Regions from separate parts of the Canis lupus genome. Here region 2 is linked to region 1. A link is a contact called in public Hi-C data. All regions are on one chromosome and are shown on one strand. Each heading gives the region's core, a stretch centred on a gene start, on an enhancer-like site or on the middle of the called end of the contact. The rest is flanking DNA. Distances are from core to core; before and after follow the strand shown.

Region 1 (3,544 bases), core at 273-2,772:
TGAAAGAAGCCAATCTCAGCCCACATACTGTATGATTGTGTTTCTCTGAGATTCTAGAAAAGGTAAAGCTACAGTGATAGAAAGTATAGGGGATCCCTGGGTGGCTCAGTGGTTTAGCACCTGCCTTCAGCCCAGGGCGTGACCCTGGAGACCCAGGATTGAGTCCCACATCGGGCTGTCTGCATGGAGCCTGCTTCTCCCTCTACCCGTGTCTCTGCCTCTCTCTCTCTCTCTCTGTGTGTGTCCCTCATGAATAAATAAATGAAATCTTAGAAAAAAAAAAACCTACAGTGATAGAAAGTATAGACGGATTAGGGCTGGTGGTGGGGAGGCATCAATGGCAAAGGGTCCCCCGGGGAACTTCTGGGGACAAGGGAAATGCTCTGTTTGTCAAAACTTCTCAAACTGTGTTAAATAGGTGAATTTTATTATATGTGAATGATCCCTTAATACAACACCCTGACGATCACTGAAAAAGGAAGGAAAGAAGGGAAAGGGAGGAAGGGCGAGGGTGGCTGTGGCTGCCCCCCCATCCCTGTCTTCACGATCACCTGGGAGGGGTTCCTCCCTGAGCTCTCTGAGGAGGAGCAGGCCTGTGGAAAGCCCTCGCCAGGCCCAAGACCCATGGTCACTCACACTTGGAGTGGAGGAGGGACTGCAGAGACAGCTCCACCGCAAGGTGCACCTCTGACCACAGCTCTCACAGACGACAGGGATGGCAGGTCCCTGACCCCACCCAGCAGATGCTCCTTGGCAGCTGCTGCCCTGGCTGGTTCCCAGGGACTGCCCCCATCCTTCCCCCTGACCCCACTGAGCCCCCTCTTGGGTGCCAAGTCCCCGAGCTGATGCCAGGACAGGACCCTTCCCTGGCGGTGCTCCCACTCAGCCAGGGAGGTGGAGCTGGGCACAGACAGGCAGGGCAAGGCAGACGGAACCCCTTGACCTCAGAACCCCAAGGAGCCACCTGTCTTGCCGGGAGGCCAGAAAGGCTTCCTGGCAGAAGCGGTGCTCACTGGGCTAGACTGAGAACTGGGTGGGAGCACTGAGCTGGTGCCAGGGGAGCATGAGGAACCAGGACAAGCAAGAGGCAGCTTGGGGTCGGGGAGGGCGTTTGGGGAGCAGCAGCAACTGGTCCTTGCTGGAGAATGAAGACAACGGCAGCTGATCAGGGACCTCTTGGTCCAGCCACCTGGACTTTGAACTGTCCGGAGGAGAGCATCGTCATCAGATTTTCCCTGTAGGAAGGTCCACGTGGCAGGACATTTAGATGAGCCCCAGCCAACACGCTGAAGACACAGCTGGCTCCCCCAGGACACTGAGGGAACAGACACGGAAGCAGTCTGCCGACTCGGTGCAGCTCTGACGACCCACCTCAGCGAGCGCTTGAACCCCATCTCACGAGGGAGGTGAGACTTTCCCAGACTCCCAGTCGCTCTGTGGCAGGCCGACCCCAGAGCTGGGTGCATCTCTCTTCACGCTCTGCTGAAGACACGGGAGAAAGGTCCTGCACACAATTTCTGTGTTCGGTGGTTGGGTGTCATCAGAGGCAGCAGAGCCTGAGCGTCCCGGTGGGGTGCCACCTGCCTGCGCCCAGGAGGAGTGCCAGGCCCACCTGGAAGGCCCCGGCCTGACGCGCGGAGCAGGGATGCACCCAACCTCTGAACCTCTGACCCTGCTGTAGAGGCCTGAGCTCACCTAAATGCCATTTGGGGCCATGACCAGCAGGGGGCGCCCCAGGACCGACGAGTTCTTTGCACGGGCCCACAAAGATCGCCCAGAAATCCTGTCCTTCACACCCTTAAGACCGGTGTCCCTGCTCTTCTTCTTCTTCTCAAAGCCTCGAAGGTGACATGTCTTCAGTAAATCATGTTCAGACAAGCCCTTCTGCTCCCGACACTCTCCATCAGGCCCGGCCCTGAGGAGCAAGCCCTTCTCACCAGGAGAAGTTTTTCCAGACGATGAGTCTGTCCCATTTATCAAGGAAGGTGGACAGATAATTTCAGGTGAAGGCTGGGGAGACCCTGACTAGACAAGGTTCCCCGGGGGGAGCCCGACTAGCATTCACCAGGGCTGTTTCTCGAAGCCCATTCAAGCGGTCCCCTCTTCAGGCCCTCTCTCAGGGATCTGAATGGCAGGAGGAGTGTCAGAATCTTGGGACCCTTCTCCCACAACACCCACCCCGGGGCAAGCTTGGCTCTGACCCAAGGCCAAGGGTTTGGGTCAGGTTTATCCTGACTTCAGTTCCAAGGGTGGCCCAGAACTGCCCTGCGGGGCTGGAGGAAATCTTTAGTGCTTGTAGGGTGAGAGCAGACAGCCTTGCTCAGGAGCATGCAGGGTGCTGTGCAGATAAGCCTCAAGCAAGCAGTTTGGTGCTGTAATGAAGTCCTACGTACAATACGGTTAATCCCACACATGTGATGGCACTTGTGCAGCCTGCTAATTGGACAGAATAGAAAATGTTTTGCGTGAAGGACTATAATTAACCCTGCTTTTGCTCAGCAAACCTTATCACGGCTTCCTGTTCTCTGCTAGTGTTTTCCTGTCTAAAGTAGAGGTAACGGTTTCTTTCTTTCTTCTTTTTTTTTTTTTTTTTTTTGATAGTTTCTTTTGACCAGTTTCATGTCCATCCTACCCACCTGGACAGAAACATAGATTTTTGGAATCTTCCTTCCTCACTTGTAGCCCTTGTGGTTTAAAGATTTTTATTTATTTATTCATGAGAGACAGAGAGAGAAGCAGGCTCCATGCAGGGAGCCTGATGTGGGACTTGATCCTGGGTCTCCAGGATCAGGCCCTGGCCTGAAGGCAGCACTAAACTGCTGAGCCACCTGGGCTGCCCGGTCCTTGTAGTTTAGATGGTGCTGCTATCCCCATGCCCAACCTCAGGAGTAAGCATGTGACCCAGACATGCCCAATCAGAAAATTACACACACCTGTGCCCCAGTGATCACTTTAGGAATGGGTATGCAACCCAGTCACAGTCAATGAAACCCAACCCTTAGACTTTGGTTAGATCTGTAGGGATGAAAGAAACCTCTCTTTCTGCTAGCCTTGATGTGGAGAAAGTGAGGTCAACCCAACTTATGGTGAGTGAGGGGGAGAATTAAGAAAAAGGCAGAGAGACCAGGTCCTAGTGACATCATTTGATCTCCTGGATCCAACCATGCCTGAAGCCACCATGAAATTTTTAGTTAAAAAAAATTCCATTTTTTGTTTAAGCCAATTTGACTTAGGTTTATGTCACTTGCAAGTAGAAGTCTCTTACATTAGAGAAATTTAAGGCCAAAGGAAGAGAGATGGAGAATGAGAGGGAATCAATCAGATAGGAGGACCTGAACTTGGACAGGTACTAGGAAGAGGGAGAAGTAGACAGATTTAAGAAGAATTTAATAGACATCATCTGTGGGACTCCCGAAATGAATGGATTTTCTGGGAGAGGGAGAGAGAGGAATGAAGAGGAGCCTGGGGGGTGGGGTCCTGCTATTGTTACTATCAAAGCCAAATGGAGACCAGCCTTGAAATTTTCCTGAATGGACAAAACCAG
Region 2 (3,544 bases), core at 651-3,150, 440 kb after region 1:
TCTGGATCACCCAACAGTCCAGCTACTGGTTGGAGGTGTGGATTGTTAATGACTTTTGGGTCATTAACAAGTGGGAAGTGGGGGAGAGAGTATTCACTGAACACTCTTTATTGATCCACCCAGAAAGAACTCATCAGGGCCACTGCTGACCTCGGCAAAAGCAGTTTGGGTGGGTAGTGGGAGCAGAAGCTAGAGACTGACATTCACAAATATTTTTGTAATCTAATTGTTGATCATAAAATTGGAATGATTGAAGTGTAACCTGGGCAGTGAAGCAGTGAATGGCATTGTCCATTAATGTGGACAATGCCAGAATGAATAAATGAAATGACATTTTTAAAATGAAATAACGTTTATTGGGCATTTGTGGAAAAAGGTTCACACACCCCCATTCAATCATCATAATACAACCATGACATAGTGACAAAGATACTCTTCGTCACCAAACTCTAGTCCCGCTCCTCTGAGCCCACTTCTCTACTAGGCCTCAACCTCGGCCTACAAAGACTTAAACACTAACATAGTTCCTAGCAGCTCCAGGCCACATTCCTAAGATGACCCTAACCCACCCACCCCCTTTAAGTGCCTGCCTGAGAAAATTTAAGCCAGCTGTAGAAATTAACAAGAAACCTTACTAAAAAAAAAAAAAAAAAAAAAAAAAAAAAAGAAACCTTACTAAAATTGCAGTCAGGTGTCTAGAAGGGGGGGGGGGTCTCTGGCATCCTACTACTAGACATCAATCACAGGCAGAATGGTCAGAGGCGGCATCAGGAGAGGAAGGACACTGTATCTCCATTTTTTTTTTTTAGATTTTATTTATTTATTTATGAGACTCAGAGAGGGGGGGTGCAGAGGGAAAAGCAGGCTCCATGCAGGGAGCCCAATGCGGGTCTCCATCTGGGGTCTCCAGGGTCACCCCTGGGCCGAAGGCAGGCTCTCAACCGCTAAGCCACCCAGGGATTCCCCGGGCACTGTACCTCCTTCAAGCAACTTAGTAGGTCAGCGGCTCAGCCAATGAGAATCCATCATCACTGAGAACTCTTGCTTTTCTCCAATGGGTCTGAGCTGCAAAACAAATCTTCCCAACTTTCTCCATAAAAGATGTTTCTCTCCCCTGGTGGACTAGCCTACGGTTGTTTACTGCGGCTTGTTTGTCCCAAATTGCAATTCTCTGCTATTCTTAAACCTATTTTTGCTGGTAAAATAACTTTTTTTTTTTAAGATTATTTATTTATTTATTCATGAGAGACATACAGAGAGAGGCAGAGACACAGGCAGAGGAAGAAGCAGGCTCCATGCAGGAAGCCCGATGTGGGACTCGATTCCGAGACTCCAGGATCACGCCCTGGGCCAAAGGCAGGTGCTCAACCGCTGAGTCATTCCAGGTGTCCCTATACCTGTTATTTTTAAAGTCAACACTGCCAAAAGAATTTACTGCTTGCTGCAGCCAGCACCTGCAGACCACACCCCCCACCCTGTCCTTAGTTTCTGTGGGAGCCTGAGGTTGGACAGGCCTTGGCTTGCTGACCCCGGGCGGGTTTCACGTGGCCTAATACTTTTCCCGATTTTTGTAATCTCACTTCTCTGTCTTCTAGAGCCCGGGTCACTCACCTCCATGCTGTCTCCTCCTCCCCTTAGAGCTCTCAGTCACCTCCGCACAGACGGAAGCCGAGGTCAGCTCGCACCGGACATTTCCCCTTCGCAGCAGGACATTGCTGAGTGAAACGTGTTCTCGCTACTTTAGCCTCCCCCCTTATCTATGACCGTGGTCACTATCATTACCCCCGCTTTGGTGATTAAAACACTGCTGCCACCCCGGTCCCAGGCCGCAAGGTCGCCTAGCCCGGGCTCCAAGCGTCCCTGTGCGCGCTCGGCCGGGAGGTGGCGCAGTTGCGAAACCCTGGGGCCCAGCCGCGAGCTTTCCGCGGGACAGGAGGGACGGCGGGGGGCCCCTGGCACCTGCCCAGCCTGCGCCCCGATGCTGCGCGCCCTGACCAACGCCCGGCGCCTTGCACGGCCCTGGAAGGCCCTGCGGGCGCGCAGCTGCGCCTCCCACGGGCCGGCTGGGCCCCCCGAGATCCAAGTGCGCGCCCTGGCGGGCGCCGACCACGGTAAGCGCGCTGTCGCGGGGAGCGCCCCGGAGGCGGCCGCCCGGGTCCGAGCCGCGCTGCCGGCGCCGCGGCGGGGGTGGGAGTCACGGCCCGCGCGCTCACCAGGCGCCGGAGGACGGGTCGTTGAAGGGAAGGCGGGGCCGCTCGCTGCGCTGGGGGACTCGATCCCTTCCCAGGCCGGGCTCCAGGCGCGGAGGTGGGTGGCCGCCCTACCAGCCGCGCCGACCCCAAGTGAGCGGGAACCCAAGTGGACGCCAGGCCCTGCCGTCGCCCGGGGCCGGGGAGGAGGGGAGGGGGCGTCGCTCGGGGCTGCGACTCGGCACCGGCACCGCCAGCACCACCGCTTCCACCCCAGGAACTGCACGGGGCCCGGCGTCCCTCCTGGCCCGGAGTCCCGGCTGGGTTCCGGGTCCAGGCGCAGGAGCCCGCGGCGCTGGCCAGGCCGGCCCAGCAGCGCCCAGCAGCGCCCAGCAGCGCGGCGAGGACAACCTAGCGGCGGCCGCAGCAGCCGCGCGACTCCCCGCGCGCTGGCCCTGCCCTCGGGCCGACGCCGCGAGCTTCGGAATCCACAAAGTTCACGCTGCTCCCCGGTGGTGTGGTTTGCACCCTAAGGCCGAGAAAGAATTCTTGTTACTGATTAAGTTTTGGGACATAAGTGTCCGCTGCCCACCACCAAGAAGGAACTCTTGAGACGTCTTTGGTGCAAAGTGGTGGTTTTCTTAAAACACAGGGACAGGACCCCTGGGTCCTGGGAAGAGCTGCCGCCCCGGCCTGTGAGGGGTGGCTGATTATATATATATTTTTTAACCTTTTTTTTTTTTTATTTCTTTTTATTGGAGTTCAAGTTGCCAACATACAGCATAACACCCAGTGCTCATCCCATCAAGGTGGCTGATTATATACCTGGGAGTTGGGAGGGGTTTGAGGATAGCTGTACTCTTAAGGAATTTTGGAAGCAAGGTTTCCAGTACCTTGAGGGAGCTAATTGTTGGGAAAAGGTCACTTATTACCATCTGATAAAACCTGAGTCATGAGACCCTTTATTTATTTATTTATTTATTTATTTATTTATTTATTTATTTATTTATTTTTATTTATTTTTTTTCTTCATGAGACCCTTTATATGTGTATCCGTGGGCCATGTGCTTGGGGGATGATGGTCAACATGTGTCTGGGGGGGTTAGAGATAAAGGAAATTTCTATTTTTTTAAAGATTTTATTTATTTATTCATGAGAGACACACAGAAAGAGACAGAGACACAGGCAGAGGGAGAAGCAGGCTCCATGCAGGGAGCCTGACGTGGGACTTGATTCCGGGACTCCAGGATCACACCCTGGGCCAAAGGCAGGCGCTAAACCGCTGAGCCACCCAGGGATCCCCTAAAGGAAATTTCTAAAGGAATTTATATAAAAAACATATAAGTTAAAGTAGG

What was found. A called contact is a pair of places that touch in the nucleus more often than the background predicts.
Region 2: a Hi-C map of blood shows a contact between it and region 1, with 4 times the contacts expected there. The contact joins the promoter of ECHDC2 here to the enhancer-like site in region 1. A contact is called at or near these places in 3 of 9 Hi-C or Micro-C datasets (amygdala and blood).

Annotation. Positions count from the first base shown.
Region 1 is chr5:55,996,884-56,000,427 of UU_Cfam_GSD_1.0, forward strand. No RefSeq gene overlaps it. Among named protein-coding and RNA genes, the nearest start is that of DMRTB1, 41 kb to the left of the region's middle. Within about 2 kb of position 1,523, at least 3 of the 20 cell types and tissues checked have an H3K27ac peak or open chromatin away from gene starts, as enhancers often do. A contact at or near this core is called in blood, where this site is marked.
Region 2 is chr5:56,432,522-56,436,065 of UU_Cfam_GSD_1.0, forward strand. ECHDC2 (enoyl-CoA hydratase domain-containing protein 2, mitochondrial) reads left to right here and starts at 1,901. Exons shown (of 9, transcript XM_038537520.1): 1 at 1,901-2,111. The coding sequence starts at 1,979.